Linked DNA regions of Sus scrofa: region 2 is linked to region 1. Evidence: chromatin contacts called from public Hi-C data. All regions are on one chromosome and are shown on one strand. The core of a region is the stretch at or near the end of the contact, and the rest is flanking DNA. Distances in the headings are between cores, read along the strand shown.

Region 1 (5,810 bases), core at 1,015-3,514:
TCCTTCCTCTTGCTTCTCTGAAGCAATGTCACCAGAGGAGTGGGACTCAGAGTATGATGAATGAATGAAAGAACTTGTGTCTCCTGTCCCTGTCCCTCCCTTATTTGGTTCAGCCTCCCTTACAGGACCACCTGTCAGCTGAACTGCCCCTGAATGGCCTCTGCCTGCGCTGCTGCGGGACAGCCATTCATCAGCCCGACAACACAACCCCGTCGATGTGAATGTTTTCAAGACGTGTGTAATGGGAGCCGCATATGAGATGATGCAACTCAGATTAGACTAAGAATCGACTTCGTGGTCGAAAATGTAGACACTGATGAAGCTGTGAGTAGCCAACTCTGTGTTTCCTGTGATTTTTCAAATGCAGACACAAATTAGTCTAAATTCATACAGCAATTACTGACTGTGTCACCCATTAGGAGTTAATCACACACTGTCTTATGCCATCTCCCCTGTTGCTTTGAACGCTTAGTAAATCGTTAATTAACCCAACGAACTTCCAACTTATAAAAACCCAATGTAGGCAGTGCTCACTCAGAAATGGGCTGCTGAGCTTCCGAGGGTTTCATTTTGTCTCTCTTGCTTCCTAAATACAGAACCTGGGAGAAGTGATTTTCTTTTCTGAGTTGACCCTCTTACCTACACAATGGGTATATGGTTCGTGCTTAACTTGAAACCATGTACCAGACCCTAAATCTTTGTGTTTTGAAGTAAAAGACCTTTTCTTTAGCTTCCCAGGCCTCCTCTCCATCTCAAAGGCTGACTCCAGAGTACGTGACTAGGAAATGCGGTTACAGCTAAAAACTAGTTAAAGCCATCTCCACGATGTTACGTCCTGCCTTCGCCCACTCACTCATCACCAAAGTTTACCTTCCAGTTAGAGTGCTATTGCACCTAGCGTCTGGCTGTTCACAAACGATCTCTTCCTTGATTAACTGCTTTCTTTCACCCATGGTAACTTTCCAGTTAGAGTTTTATTGCACCTAGTGTTTTCTTTTGTAATTGAGGCACTCCCTACCACCCCCTCTCTGGGAGCAATCTTCATTTCAGAGAGAAGGTCAAGGAAGGACAACTCTGAAGACAATCAAAAACCATCACCGGACCCACTGACACCAGATGTGAAGACTGCGAAGTGATCTGTGGACTCATGGAGGGACCTTCCTCCGTAACCCTGTCTTCTGAGCTCAACCTGTAAAACCCCTTGCTCTCCCCTCTCAAGTCAGGACAGAGTTCTGAGGCATGAGCCTGCTATGTCCTCCTTTGTCTGGCAAAGCAATAAAGTCGTTCTTTCTCTTCCTCAAAACTCTGTCTCCCAGACTGAATGGGTGCCAGTGTACAGAGGCCACATTTTCAGCTACAAACTCATAAGGATGGGATGAAATAAGATCACCTACAGGAAGCATTTCATACCCCACCTGGCTAAGGAGGCCATGCACAAACGCCAGCTCTAAGTGTCATGGGTGCAAGGTTTGAGGTGGGTCCCCAGTTCTCTATAAACCTGAATTTCTTCACCTAGAAAAATAAAGCAAGGCACAGACCCAAATCTCTCACTGGCATCACAGAACCAAGTGCACTGCTCTGACCAAGTTCCCAGACAGTAAACAGAATTTGTGGTAAACCAGTCACGTGATCTCCTGGATCCATAGGACATCATGGGTTCACTTGTTTTTTTTTTTTTTTTTAATAGGTCAACAAGCTTTTGAAACAGCTTTTTGCCAGGAAGTCCACAATGTTGTAACATGTTAATGTTTCATTTATCTCAGTTTTAGAATAATAAGAAGGAATTTCTGTAAACCAGGGAGATGGGGGCACTTCCTTTAGCCTGGACTCCAATCTGATCTGGGCCCACTTTACTCAAACAGCCCCCTACCCCTCCCAAGGGGAGATTCCATCAGCAGCAAAGGGCTTCCTTCCGGCTCAGCCTATTAAGAGCTGAATAACCCATTCAGCCACACTAAATCCAGTCTCTCCCCTCAGGACAGAAGGAAATAGTCCATTTGAACATCATTAGGCCAAGTCTCTTGAGATATAATTTATGGAAAGGAAAAGAGAGTTCTTACAGAAACGTGTGCGAGAGAGGAAGGGCCCAAGAGTGTGGACCCTGGTAAGTGTGTGCTCACCAGCTATTGCTATTGTTCAGCTGCCACTGGTGACTTAAACTGCTACAAGGGTCGAATTGCTGGTTCCCCGAGTCACCCAGAACCACAATGTCCTGTGCTCAGCAGAATGCCTGGGAAGGACGCCAGACCCTGAGCTAAATGCTTTATATCCATTCCTGATATCAGTCCTTACAAAGCCCAGCCATGTGCATACTAAGAAAAAAAGCCCGGCCACATATATATCATCCCAGTTACAGATAAGGAAACCGAGACCCAGAGCCTTCTAGGAAATGGAACACTGCACTTACATTCAGCGAAAATAATTACTTCTAAAAACATGCTTGGTCCATTAACCGAGAGAGTGCTTCATATATATTAGTTTCAGAAAAAAAAAATGCACCTCCTTTCAAGAAAAAGACAGGAGTAGCTAGAATCAAAGGAAAGACTGCTTAGGTTCTTAGCATCTGTCCAGAAGGGGATTCCATCGACGGCTGCCTACCCTCCCTACCTGGACATTATTTTTTCTTTTTAGGGCCGCACCTGTAGCATATAGATGTTCCCTGGCTAGGTGTTGAATTGGAGTTGCAGCTGCAGGCCTACGCCACCACCACTGTCACAGATCCGAGCCGCCTCTACAACCTATGCCACAGCTAGTGGCAATACTGTATCTTTAACCCACATCAAGGAGGCCAGGGATCAAACCTGTAAGAACTACGCTGGGTTCTTAACCTGCTGAGCCACAGTGGGACCTCCTGACATAATTATTAAGAACTAAAAGTTCTTCCCTTCCTGTGACACTTATATTTTACAATACATTTCAAGTATCATATGTGATTTTTACAAGTTTTTTGATGATTAAGAACTATTTATTATTTTTTAATTAAAGTATAGTTGAGTTACACTGTTGTGCTTATTTCTGCTGTACAGTGAAGTGACCCAGTCACACACACACACACACACACACACACACACACACACATTCCCTTTTATTATCTTCAATCATCGTCCATCCCAAGAGACTAGATAGAGTTCCCTGTGCTATACAGTATGGGGAACGTATCCATTCTAAATGCAGTAGTTTGCATATGTGATTTTTATCAGTCACATTGCTACAGCCAATAGCATCATCCGTTTTGTGAGCAGAGGAAAGTGATTTGCCCCAGACACTGGTCTGACTCTTGGTCTGTGCGTTAGAATCAGCTGGGAGCTCTGCACGTACACCCAGACCAGGGCAGTACCTCAGACCAAGTCAATCGGAATCCTTAGGGGTGACAGCCAGAAACAGCTAAAGTAATATTATCAGCATAATAATTTTGATCACACATTGAAAGAAGAACTATTCTGGAGTTCCCATTGTGGCTCAGAGGTAAACGAACCCAACTAGGATCCATGAGGACTTGGGTTCAATTCCTGGCCTTGCTCAGTGAGTAAGAATCCAGTGTCACCGTGAGCTGTGGTGTAGGCTGCAGATGTGGCCTGGATCTGGCATTATTGTGGCTGTGGTGTAGGCTGGTAGCTGCAGCTCTGATTCGACTGCTAGCCTGGGAACTTCCATATGCTGTGAATGCAGCCCTAAAAAGAGAAAGAAAAAGAAAAGAAATATTCTGAATATGCTAAATTATATTTTTAAAAAAACTTTATTAAAATTATTTTCGCCTGTTTATTTTTCACTTTTCAATGAGCCTTTCAGAATTTTAAATTACTGCTGTGGTTCCTACTATATTTCTGTTGGATGGAGCTGCCTTAGGGCAAGTCTGTGCTTACTTTAGTTAACCAAGTCACACGCATTTCTTTAGTTAACCATCCCATCCACCCATACATGGAGACTCTAAATAGCCCCAGTTGACAGATGACATAACTGAGGCACAGAGCGTGGAAGTACTTTGCCCAAAACCACAGAGGTGGTGAGAAGAGGGGCCTGGCTGTGCTTCAGGCAGACAGAGCCCAGCTGACTCTAAAACCCCACACTGTACATTGCATCCTCCCTTTAGCGTGTGATGAAATTTGTGTGGGGTGGATAGACAAGGAAGAACCTAAAGAAATAAGTGGCTGTCCATTATTTTGCTGAAGGATCTACTATCTACACATAAACTCAAATTCATATGGTAGGACCAAAATAATCTGAAAACCCAAAGCAGCACATTTTTCTGGCGATGGACTATTTTGATGGCAGTAAGTCTGGCATGTGATACGTATTTTCTTCTTTAAAGGCAGCCACTTAAAATCATTTGATTCTGGCTTAGCTTTCATTGTCCACCAGTGAGCAGACTGTCTATTCCTTTCTGTGGATACAATTAGAGTCTTGGAATCCTGTCTGTGCCATGATATTGATTTCTGGAAAATTTGATTTTAACTGATTCCAGATCCTGAAATGAAACCTAAAATAAAATAGCGAAATCTTGTGGCATGGTTCAGGGCCAACTGGGGCTCAGTATACTAAGACACATGAACCATCCTAGAAAGCACTAAGCACCTTGCCCTCCACGTATCTTTCAGCAACTATTTGTGAATAGCCTTTGTTCAGAAAGATGAGAACGAATTCCTTACTAGCTAATGGCAAATAGCCAAACAATTCATTTGCATCTTCAAAAGACTTGGGAGAAATTATACAATTAAGAATTTATTTCAGGAGTTCCCATCGTGCCACAGTGGTTAACGAACCTGAGTAGGAACCATGAGGTAGCGGGTTCGATCCCTGGCCTTGATCAGTGTGTTAAGCATCCAGCGTTGTGGTGAGCTATGGTGTAGGTCACAGACATGGCTCAGATCTGGTGTTGCTGTGGCTCTGGCGTAGGCCAGCGGCTACGGCTCCAATTAGACCCCTAGCCTGGGAACCTCCATATGCTTCAGGCGTGGCCCTAGAAAAGACAAAAAGACAAAAAAAAAAAAAAAGAATGTATTTTAGGATTTCCCTGGTGGCCTAGGGGTTAAGGACTCAGCATTGTCACTGCTGTGGCTCTTGTCACTGCTGTGGTTCCGGTCACTGCTGTGGCACAGGTTTAATACCTGGCCTGGGAACTTCTGCATCCCATGTGGGTGCAGCAAATTTTTTTTAAATTTTAAAATTAAAAAAATAATTTATTTTCTATCCACCATCTTGTTCCCTATAAAACTAGTTGGCCAAGGCAATAGATGGTGAAATATGAACCTTACTTTACACAAGGAGACTAATATATCCTGCTTTCTCTAACCAGCTAGCAACTGACAATCTGTGTAAATACTGAATTTTGGATGGAATGGATGATTTTTCAACTACCTTAGAAATACTTTACTTTCATATTAATCTGCATTGGCTTCTAAATTCTTATTATTAAGAAATTAATGAATGACAAATTGAGACTTACAGGCCCTAGTAATCCATATTCTTGAAAAATGTCTTAGGTGTTTTCTGGAATGAGATGGAGTAAAACTAACTGGATATATTAATAGACAGCTGGCTGGACAGCTAGGTGGCTTAGTCAATGGATAGTCCGAAAGGGAGAAGAAAAGATAAACTAAAAAGCTGGAACAGAAGTAAAGAAATAGATTTTTAAAAGGAAAAAAGAGGGAGAAATAAGTAAATAAACAAGCCAATTATCTAAAATAAAGCTTACAAACAAAGGACTCAATCTGCAATAGCATTCAATATCAGGTATCTCATAGTTGCGAAGATTAAATGAAAATTTTTAAAAAGTTTTTTGTACAGGCTCTGCCACATATAAAAATGTAATA
Region 2 (5,810 bases), core at 1,202-3,701, 170 kb after region 1:
CACTGATGGAAGACAGCCTTTTACTTCTGTGCGACCTCAAGTTAATGAGAAGTCCAAGTTTTCTTCAGGAAGGATAAGGCCCAATGCTCTGTGCTTACTCGACTCAGAGCTGAAAACAACAGCAAAGCGTAGATCGATTTGGTGAGACGCCTGTGTAAGAGGAGCGATTGCTTATTTCTAAGCAATTGCTCTTGAACTCTCTGACCTCCCTCCCCCTCCCCCCACTTTTGGTCTAAATGGGGGAAGGAATGGCTGCAGATGTGATGGGGCTTCATTGTCAGCTTTCAAGGTATCCAGTTGGGATAAATGCCACGTGCTCCAGCTGAAGAGACTCTTAAATGGCACTTGGGAATTTCAGCCTGAGAAGGATACAGCCGCTGACGCGCCCCCCACCCCCGAGACGTGCGCCCACCAAAAACAGGGTCACCCACGTTCAACCCGGGCCACCACATCCCTCCAACAAGCAACGTGGAAGTGGCCTCTCTGAGCCCCTGAGACCGCCCCTGTTCTCATTCTATTTTTAATCACAGCATCCCCCCAACACCAGTACATCATCCTGCTCTATCGTATCCTCTCAAATGACAGAAAAGTGATTAAGAAGCTCTGGAGCCACACCGCCTGGTTCAAATTCCAGCACAGTTCAGGTCTGGCTACCGGACTCTGGTCAGATCATTTAAACTCTCCGGCTTTCAGTTTCTTTATCGATAAAATGAGGATAAAAGTGGTTAAGGGAGGTAAATGAGCTAGATAATTCAAATAAAACTCCTCAGCACAGTGCCACACACACGGCACGTGTTCCATAAAAGCAGCCATTGTCCTTATCTGCCTGGCTCTGGTGTCTTCCTGTCAATTGGGTCTGCCTGGAAAAGTGTCAGATATGCCAAGGTTTTCTTTCTGCCTGATGGGCCCGATCCAGTGGTCTCCAGCTAATCTTCTAGAAGGTTCTTCTGTCTCCTTTCTCCAGGGAAAAGTGGAAGTGGATAAAAATAGAGAAAGATGTCTAGCACAACCAGCTCCAAGCCAGGGTAAGATCGGCCCAATATGACAAGGCAGAGAAAGGGCAGAGTAATCCGGGGGGAGAAGTACTCTTACCCCTTAAAATACCCAAATAGTATTTGGTTACAAACGTCAACCTTTTTTATTTTTTTGCTTTTTAGGGCTGCATCCACAGCATATGGAAGTTCCCAGGCTAGGGGTAAATCGAAGCTGCAGCTGCCAGCCTATGCCACAGTCACAGCACTGCGGGATCCGAGCTTTGTCTGCAACCTACACCACAGCTCAAGGCAACACCAGATCCTTAACCCACTGAGTGAGGCCAGGGATTGAACCCGCCTCGATACTAGTCGGATTCATTTCCACTGCACCACAATGGACATTCCAAACTTTTTATCAGCCAAAAGTTGAACAAGAAACCCAGAGAAAGTTCTTCAAGATCTGGTTTCCTCATTTCACCCTCCTGAAGGTTCTACTGTACAGCCGCTGGCCAAAATGTGAATGAAACAGAAAAGCAGTGAGAGAGAAAAGATGGTCCCCACTGAGAAGCCAAAAACCACTGTATTTTTTATATTTTCTAGATCTGCCTCGGAGACATTTTAATCTCAGGGAAAACAGGCAGAGTATTGGAACCTTTGTAGACTGTCTCATGAGAAGACAGCTACATGGAGAGTCCATGGTTAGAATTTTCTGGAATCGTTTCTATACCTCTCTACACCACATTCCACTCCGTCCTTGTAATAACTATACCCCAGGCAAGACTGCGTTGGCCTCCTTTGTACCAAGCTCAGTCTCCAGTCGTCTTTCTCCTGCTCTCCACCTTTCCAGGCTTCTAGAAACATGTAATTGGTAGCTCACCAAAGACAGATACTCTGGCATGCAGGCTCCTTAGAGCTGAGACCACACTCCCGCATGGACGACTCTGTCACTTCCAGCACATCTGCCCAACCCAATCAGGCAACACTTGCAAATTATAAACTATCAAGGCCAGAAGTAATCTCATCTCTGTTTTAAAAAACCAATACCTTAGCCTTTTTTTTTTTTAAGTGAAAAGTCCCCTTTCACTTTTCCGAAAAGAGCCTGCCGGTCTCAAATCTGCTTCTTTAAAAATTTATAATTCTCCCGAGTCCCTTTAAGGAAAAAAAAAAAAAAAAAAAAAAAGTCCTCTGTGCAAAGGAGAAAGTAAAAAGGGAAGAATTCATATTTATTCATTTTTAAAAGTCAGGGCGGTAATTTAAATCCTCACATTCCTTTTGATCCTATTATATCTTTAATGGCAGAAGCTCCCAGCGAGGGCTCGAGTGGGATGTAACAAGTTTTAACATTCAAGGGAGCAGATGAACTTGCCGCGGTTTGTGTGACTGAATGAGAAATTACCCAGCTCAGCCCTGCTCGGGGCAACAGGTCGCTCTGCTTGTACTGGATTTGGGTCAAACCTCAAATCAGAAAATATCAGCATCATTTTGTTTGGCAAAGAAGCAGGTTTTGATAACGGTAATCCAACCTGATCAAAGATGCCATTTCCTGCAAGAGGGCAGGTTACTGAACTCAAATTAGAAGGTGACTGTCTAGCCTAAACAAAGTTCAGCTGCATCCCCTGAGCCACAGACTCTCTGAATGGGCCTCATCTAATAGGAACTGATAAAGTCAATTAAGGAAAGAGGTCCTGTACTTCCCTCACCTCTTTTGTTTCTAGGTATTTCTACAATAAATTGATGGACTCCTCAGTCTTGTTAAGAAGTTCTGGGAATCTTTTTTTTTTTTTTTTTTTTGTCTTTTTAGGGCTGCACCTGTGGCATGTGGAGGTTCCCAGGCTAAGGGTCTAATCAGAGCTGTAGCCACCGGCCACAGCCACAGCCACAGCAACACCAGATCCGAGCTGCGTCTTCGACCTACACCACAACTCATGGCCAACGCCAGATCCTTAACCCACTGAACGAGGCCAGGGATCGAACCCGAAACCTCATGGTTCCTAGTCGGATTCGTTTCCACTGCGCCATGACAGGAACTCCTGGGAACACTTTCTTAAAGCACTTTCTTCATTCAAGCTCATCTAAACTCTCACTGTTAAATGCCTTAAAAATGGATGAGGAAAAAATTAAGGAGATTGTATGAGAAGGTTAAAAAAATTTATGGAGTTCCCGTTGTGGCGCAGTGGTTAACGAAGCTGACTAGGAACTATGAGGTTGCAGGTTTGATCCCTGGCCTTGCTCAATGGGTGAAGGATCCGGCCGTGAGCTGTGGTGTAGGTCGCAGACGCGGCTCGGATCCAGCATTGTTGTGGCTCTGGCGTAGGCCTGTGGCTACGGCTCTGATTCGACCCCTAGCCTGGGAATCTCCATATACCACAGGAGTGGCCCTAGAAAAGGCAAAAAGATAAAATAAAATAAAATAAAATAGAATAGAATAGAATAGAATAGAATAGAATAGAATAGAATAGAATAGAATAGAATAGAATAAAATAAAATAAAATAAAATAAAATAAAATAAAATAAAATAAATAAAAAGATTTGTGTAAGGAGGGTGGGGCTTCAGACTCGGCTCAAAGAGCCGGATTCATCGTGATGGCCTCATCAACCAAGTTTTCCATCTCCCTCCCCATGGCCACAGCATCTGGGCATGTAAAGTGTCCCATTCACTGAGGAATCAAGCAAACCAATGTTTCTATACGGTGGTGCCTTGAAGGCCAAAAAAATGGGGGGGGAACCCCAGACAGCAAACAGAGCCGGTGACAAAGATAACCACAAGGAATGTAAACAAAATATTATTACAAGCAGCTCACTCACCACCTCACCCTCAACAACTCCCTGCTCTAGAAGCAAAAAGTGAAAACAGACAAATTTGTGTAAAGAGGAGCAGAGCTGCTCTTCGGGAAGAAGCCATAAATATGAAGATTTTTCTCCATGTGGCTCATTTTTTGAATCCCAAGGCTTGAGAGAATACTTTTCAAAGAGAACCTGGCGGCTAATTTAAATTTGGGGAGCTGGAAGTGAAGCCCCAGGTTGATAAGTCCCTTCCAAGGGTGACTTGATCTTAGTCAGCGATAAGCCATGTTTACCTGAGCTTTTAAAAGCCAAAACCCCTGCTCTTTCAATGTGACACTTCAGAACGAAGCGTAAAATGAGAAACTGCCTTGTACATGCACACTGTAATAAACCAGGCTCATACCAAATGCATATGTGTACATTTCACGGAAGAGCTGGAGGACATTTCCAGCAAGGAACGATTGCCATGCGGAGCGCAAGCCAGAGCTGGCTCCTGCCAAGGGTCACGTGCTATGGAGCACACAGGAGTCCCTTCGTGAAACAGGCCGGTAGAAATAACTTCAAGAGACAAAAATCCACAAACCCTGCAGAGACGTCGATGCCCACGCCGTAAGCACCACCCCCAGCAATTCTGGCTGCATCTTTCTCAGGACCTCCAAGAGCTCCCCTCCTTACTTGGATGGGGGAGGCCCTCCACCGGCACTCAGGCGCTCCTTCTTCTAATATAATTCCACGCCCTGAACTTAAAAAAAACCCACGTGTACAAGTGGTAACTGATGCCACCGCAGAAACAGACTGATACCACCTTTGGCCAATCATTCAGAGCCTGATGTCGCTCTCTTCATAAGAAAAGGAATTAGGAGACTGGTCACCCACCGCCTTATCTTCAGGCCAAAGATCTCCTTTCTTGTTCAGTCTGAGACCCTAGGGGTCTGGCCTGGTGTCTGAGGCTCTTCCTATGAACCCATTCCTCCAAACTTTAGTTCCAGAGAGGCTTGGAAAGGGGCTATGGGGCATCTTTTTTCTGCTAAAAGCAATGTCCCCTGTGGGTTAATCCTCAGTATATGAGAACTCACAGGCAAAGGCTGGCCTTTCCTAGCATCTGAGAGACAGTCTGTGTTTGGCAACTTCGAATTTTCATTGAAAAACCAAGCCAGCCAGGGCTCCCGGCCCCCACTGTCCCAAGTCTTCAGATGCCCTCAGCCTTCAGGGGTGCTGTATTTTACCACCTAAAGGCTTCTTCAAAGTTTACTATGTAACAATGTGGCTCTGAGCCTCCCGAAATTTAACTGCAGGATTCAGTGGATTTTTTTTTTTTTTTTTTTTTTTCTGGCAGCATAGCTGCTCTGCCTCCTGAGAAGATTTTTGAGCAAAAGCAGTCATCAAACCTTGCAGTCAGGGTAATACCGGGGTCCCAAGGGTCAGGATATAGCCCCTCTCTGAAAATGCCCCTCTTTTCTCACTTTGACCCCTTTCCCATCTCCCTAGCTTCAGAGTCCACACGAAAGACAGTTGGGCATGTCAGTTGATATCAGTGGAAAACTTTTAATGGGATAACCCAGGGCCTGACTCTTCATGGCTGAACCTAACTTTTGATTTTCAAATATCTGGGGGGAGCTTGGGTTCAGGGGAGATGAAGGAAGGGGGCCGACGAATGGAGAAAAATAAAATAAGCAGCATACCACCGACCAAGCCAAACCAAGCTTGATATTTCCAAATTATATTGGCAAACAGATGCTTTCACAAATCATTTGTTCTGTCTTTCCTGGAGACAAAAAGAAAAAAAATAATAATAATCTGGATGCAAAAATCCTAACCCCAGACCAGTCAATTTGTGTCCGTGGAATGCAACCTAAAATTGCTGGTCAGAGAGTCCAACCTCACATATACCAACAGGCGCGCAGTAACCCCAAAGCCAAAAGTTGTGACGCCCGAGGCAATGCATTTGTCAGTTTCATCAACCTCCCCACCCTCACCCCGGCCCCTGGGTTAAGCTCACAGCACCAGGTTCTAATCCTTGTATTCTACACCACTGCTTGGGGGCAAATCCTT

What was found. A called contact is a pair of places that touch in the nucleus more often than the background predicts.
Region 2: a contact with region 1 is called in a Hi-C map of liver, with 6 times the contacts expected there. The contact joins two enhancer-like sites. A contact is called at or near these places in 5 of 47 Hi-C or Micro-C datasets (liver and skeletal muscle) and 1 of 2 datasets of contacts at active chromatin or transcription factors (skeletal muscle).

What each region holds. Positions count from the first base shown.
Region 1 is chr15:130,154,452-130,160,261 of Sscrofa11.1, forward strand. The region is part of intron 2 of PID1 (phosphotyrosine interaction domain containing 1); the gene reads right to left. Among named protein-coding and RNA genes, the nearest start is that of PID1, 58 kb to the right of the region's middle. Within about 2 kb of position 2,265, at least 2 of the 83 cell types and tissues checked have an H3K27ac peak or open chromatin away from gene starts, as enhancers often do. A contact at or near this core is called in liver, where this site is marked.
Region 2 is chr15:130,326,485-130,332,294 of Sscrofa11.1, forward strand. No RefSeq gene overlaps it. Among named protein-coding and RNA genes, the nearest start is that of PID1, 110 kb to the left of the region's middle. Within about 2 kb of position 2,452, at least 3 of the 83 cell types and tissues checked have an H3K27ac peak or open chromatin away from gene starts, as enhancers often do. A contact at or near this core is called in liver, where this site is marked.